2 separate regions of the Ovis aries genome follow, and region 2 is linked to region 1. Evidence: chromatin contacts called from public Hi-C data. All regions are on one chromosome and are shown on one strand. The core of a region is the stretch at or near the end of the contact, and the rest is flanking DNA. Distances in the headings are between cores, read along the strand shown. Region 1 has its middle 180 kb from the start of TRIB1. Region 2 has its middle 130 kb from the start of TRIB1.

Region 1 (2,533 bases), core at 11-2,510:
CTCCAAGCAGACACAGAATAGCTGCAGCTGTGGTTGGTGGCTTCTCATGGTTCTGAGCAGCACTCACATGCAAAGAACGCTTAGCCAATGCTTTCTCTGTGGACTATTTAAAACAGCCTGCACTACTCTCTGCCCAGGAGTCGTCTCCTAATACATCCTCCCAGTTAGTGGCAACTTTGGTCCAAAGTCTCACCCAGCACCCTCCTTCTTGAGCCCCCACCTGACTCCCACACGGGCAGCTGAACACTCTCATCTCTCCCTGGCCCCTTGGACCTTGTGTGATAACAGGATCCATTGTCCTCTCTGTATCCCCACCTAGGGTTCTAGACCCAGAAAGCAGAAACCACATCTAGTTCTTTTTTTTTTTTCATTTCCCATACCTGGCACAGTTCCAATGACCAGGAGATGCTGAATGTTTGAATCACTGAACAGTAGAAATGACAGGGTCATTCCAGGCCTGAGGATGCTCAAAGTGGGGAGCATGACCAATCAGCAGCCCCACTGGGGAGCCTGTCAGCAATGCAGATTCCCTGGCCTCTCCCCAGACCCTTGGAATCAGAATTTCTGGAGAGGGGTCTAGCAAACTACATTGTAACAAATGTTCCAGAATATTCTTGTGCCCACTAGATTTCAGAAGCTCTGAGTTTGTTTGACTCCCTCCACCCCATTCCTTTACAGTGGAGGGTTGGTAAAGAGACACGTTTCCCCAAAGGCACACATTTGGTTAAGGGCAGAGGTAGAGAAAGAGCCCACAGTTCTAACTCTTGATCCTGAGCGTTCCACAGTGGGGAGACCAGCTGCCTTTGCTGAAACCAACTTTTCGCAGTGTTTGTCCACAAGACAAGCATGGTTCTCATCTTGGTCCTCATTCATGGATCTCCTCTTCCTCTTCTTCCTCCCCCTCCTTTTTCTTTTTCGTTTCCCCTCCTCTTCTTCCTCTCTCACCCTCTCTTCCCCTATCCTTCAACTTGGGGAAATAGCTTAAGCTCTTGGGCACCTACTTCCTTTGCATGTCAAATGGGAACAACCACCCCGTCCCCTGGCCAATTCAGGTCAACCCAAAGAACACAAGTTACCTCCAAGTGGATGCTCTGGTGCTGACTGGAATGACACAATTTAGAGGAAAGGCCTTGAAAAATTAAAAACGTCCACTCAGAGGGCAAGACTTAGCTTTAAAGCCTTCCTCCACCTGGATTCCCACCACCAACCCTCCCTGCCCCCACCATCCTCTCCCTCAGCTGTGAGAACAGGATTTGTTTTTTCTGCAGTGGGCTCTGGGTTATACATACAGGCAACTAGGTGAATGTTCTGGGAGGCCGTTAGGGTTTCTCAGAATGAGTCATTTTTTCAAAAATAACAAAACCTCTCGACATCACTTGATTTCAGCATTCTCGCCAGGCTCTTGTAACCTCTTTTGCAATTGCATTCCAAACACGCCTGACTTTTTTCTCAGGCTTGATGGCAAGTCCCCCCCTCCGCCCCCCCCTCCTTCCAGCAGAAGGCCTGAGAGACAAAGAAACCAAGCCCCAGGATCTGCCTATTCTGGTCCAGAATATGTGTAGATTTCAGAGGGAGGGAAACGTTTTGGAGGCTCTGGATGTTGGCAGGGGGTGGGGGTGCATAAGATCAAAGAGGCTGCCCTGGCTTCCAGCCTGCAGTTATGCACTGGACTTTGACAAACCACCCTGCTGCATCTCCTTCTTGACCCTAATGAGGACTGAATAAGGATCCCAAGGAGCTTCCCAGGTGGCACAGTGGTAAAAGAATCCACCTGCCAATGCAGGAGATGCAGGAGACTTGGGTTCCATCACTGGGTTGGGAAGATCCCCTGGAGGAGGAATTAGCAACCCACTCCAGTATTCTTGCCTGGAGAAACCCATGGACAGAAGAGCCTGGCCAGCTACACTCCCCGGGGTGGCACAGAGTCAGACATGACTGAGCGACTGAGCGTGCACGCACGCACACACTACAAGGATCCCAAGAGTGATAACCAACCACTGCTTAATGTGTCATGGTTTTACAAGGCACAGTTCACCTCCATCACCTCCTGTGCTGATGAGAACACTAGAAGTTCCTGGAGAAGCTTGGAGAAAGTGAACGTCTGGCCTGAGTTCTGACAGTTGATGATGGTGATAGTCTCCACGCACTGAGTGAGCCAGGCGCTTTATCGCTTGCATCCACCCATGCCCAGATAGGTTGTTACTCTTCCCATTTTCTAGATAGAGAAACTGAGGCTCAGAGAGGTTAAGTAACTTTTCCAGTGCCCCAAAGCAAGTGGCAGAGCTGGAACTGAAACCCAGATGTGCCTGGCTTCAAAGCCTGTATCTTTTCCAACCTCTCAGAGGCAAATCCTGCTCTCCAAACACTTTGCACACTATTCCACTAACACTTGTTGTGGATTTGAATTTTCACTCTGTATGCCTCCATCCTATGAGCTCCTCAAAGCAAAGACAGTGCTTCATTCATCTCTGTACCCTCAGCACACAGCTTGCTAATTGACACAGAGGTACACACCCACCATTGGATGAAATCC
Region 2 (2,533 bases), core at 20-2,519, 50 kb after region 1:
AAGTGCAGAGTCAAGCCCTCATCCACCTTATATTTTAAGGAGATTTCATTCCGATAATCACAGAGGTACAAGTGAAGCTCTGTGGAAGCACAAAAGAACTAAATGCTGAGATGGGAAGGGAGCAGGCTTTATCCCCATATTCCAGGTGAGGATTCTGAGGAGAGCTCAGACTTCCTCCATTGCTTATTAGCTGCGGGATCTTGAGCAAGTTACTTAGCATTTCTGCTTTTCACTTGTCTCATCTATAAAATGAGTTTAGTAATTATACCTACATCATGGATTATTACAAAGATTAAATGAGCAAAGCTATTATCTTCCTATTAAAAATAAATTTTTTAAAAGATTAAGTGAGTTAATATTTGTAAAGCACAAACAATTCATGACACATTTAAATACTCTATTAATCATATGAAATGAATTTTAGAAAAAGAAAAAACAAAAGAAAATACACAATTACCCCAAGTGAACAAAACTGGGGCAAACTGATCCCTGATCCAGTGCTCTTGCTACGGCCCTCTATTCTGCTGCTCAACTAAATTTGTGCTTTCATTTTCAGTGAGAGATTTAAATCATCTGTGTACTCTCTTCCAGACATATTTATCACAGGGAGACCCTTTGTGCATCCCCAAGTCAACAAAATTCAGCAGAAAGGACTCCGGAGATTCAGATCTCAGGCTCCCCACAAATCATGTGCAGGGTGGAGATGGCTGAGATGACTCAGGTTTAGGCTAATTTACAAATGTATGTGTCAGAAATCATGCTCCTGCCCCAGGCGTTTTGGGAAGGACTTGGAGGGTTAAAATGCACCATCCTGCAGATAGGGACTGCCTAAAACTGTGAATTCCCCACAGAGACTTCCACCCTCCATCATCTAGCCATCCTAGGGTATACCTCCACAACCCTCATCTGATGAAACTCAGTTGAGCCCAGGCATATAAAGCCCAGGATCTCTGAAGCTGGCCTTGTCCTTCTATCAGGGTGGAAAGCAAGGGCCCTGGGAAGGCTGTAGTCTCATTTGCAGCCTGGCTTGCACCCACGTACCGACAATGACACAACTCTGTCCTCCGACAAGCACTTTCCAATCTCCACTGAGATCTGTTGCGTGAGGAGTCAGTTTCCATCACAGCCGTGCACAGGCGGCTGTGGGTGGGGGTGTGGAGGGAGCTCTCTTCCACCCCAAGATCTGCAAAGACCTAGCTCATCTCCTCACCAGCCAGAAGCCCAGCCAAGGGTAACAGTGCTGCTGCAAGGAGCCGTGAGGAAATCAGTGGGAAATGACCCAACGATCAGGACTGAGAAAGCCACGGCTGCCAAAGGAGCATGCTCATCAGCCCTGCTGATGGAATTGTCCCAAAAGGAAAGACTTAACTTGTTTTAGGAGCTAGTCAGAGCCTGGCTTGGGCATGCTGCCTGCGTATTACGAGAACAATCTCTGGGAAATGTGGAACGGCGTTACTGCAAAACAGAGCGTAGCCCTGGAGCCTCCTGATAGTCAGTGGTCCCCGGTGTTCAGTTAACCCTAATTCCTCAAGACCCCGCTGATCATTCCCAGTGCAGGACAGGCTGACCCATGGTTCTCAGTCACCCAGAAAATATCAGGAGCTGGAGCCAGAGATGCAAGGACATAGCCTCTGCCCTCGAGGAAAATTACAGTATAATTGTGCCGCAATGTGTACGGATTCTGGATTCCAGGAACCCAAAGGGAGGGGTGACTTGTTCTGTCTGGGCGATCCCAGGAGGATTCAGAAGAAGCAGACACTGAACCGGGCCTCATAGGATGACTTCTGTTCAAGTAGGGTTTGTGGAGTGTTTCCTGGGTACAGTGGGAATGCCAGCACTGGCCAGGGAGGGTGAGGTGGATGTAGGGGGATTCCAGCAGAGTTTTGTTCCCACCCTCCCCATGGACCCCAATCTGCCTTCCTTTCAAACACCAGCTCAAAAGTGTCTCTCCTGCAGAAATCTTTTTCTGACTTCAACCAACGCCTAATTGAACATCTCTTTTCAAGCCATAAATTTAGGGGCAGCCTCTTCATGAACCAACCAAAAGACATTTACAGAGGTCCAAAGAGTAGCCTAAAGTAGCTAAGAACCGTAAGAGATTCTTCAGCTTATGCTCCAAGAACCAATGATCTTGCCAAACCAAATAGTTGTATTTAGAAGTCCATACAATATGAGGGATAAAATTAGGGATGAAGAGAGCATTTATTCTCCTTGAGAACCCCAGTTGAAAATGTTCTTGGACTGTTTCAAGTATGAGCTGGTGTTTGGACCCAGAGAAGCTGAAAGCCCCCAAGAATAGAAGAAGTTTGTGCTTTCTCTATCTGGGTTGCCATCCCTCACTTTCTCTGTCTTTTCACTTAACTTCTTAGCAGGGACACCCATAGTTTTAGTGCAGAATGTACTTGCTATGGACTGAATGCTTGTGTCTCCTCACCAAACTCAGATGTTGAGATAAGCCATTAGGAGAAAACTCTTGGGAGTCCCTTGGAGAGCAAGGAAATCAAACCAGTCAATCCAAAAAGAAATCAACCTT

The links. Hi-C and Micro-C count contacts between places; a contact is called where the count stands out from the background.
Region 2: a Hi-C map of tail adipose tissue shows a contact between it and region 1, with 2.1 times the contacts expected there. The contact joins two enhancer-like sites. A contact is called at or near these places in 4 of 16 Hi-C or Micro-C datasets (mesenteric adipose tissue, omental adipose tissue, retroperitoneal adipose tissue and 1 more).

The regions. Positions count from the first base shown.
Region 1 is chr9:27,639,326-27,641,858 of ARS-UI_Ramb_v3.0, forward strand. No RefSeq gene overlaps it. Among named protein-coding and RNA genes, the nearest start is that of TRIB1, 180 kb to the right of the region's middle. Within about 2 kb of position 1,261, at least 14 of the 54 cell types and tissues checked have an H3K27ac peak or open chromatin away from gene starts, as enhancers often do. A contact at or near this core is called in tail adipose tissue, where this site is marked.
Region 2 is chr9:27,689,757-27,692,289 of ARS-UI_Ramb_v3.0, forward strand. No RefSeq gene overlaps it. Among named protein-coding and RNA genes, the nearest start is that of TRIB1, 130 kb to the right of the region's middle. Within about 2 kb of position 1,270, at least 7 of the 54 cell types and tissues checked have an H3K27ac peak or open chromatin away from gene starts, as enhancers often do. A contact at or near this core is called in tail adipose tissue, where this site is marked.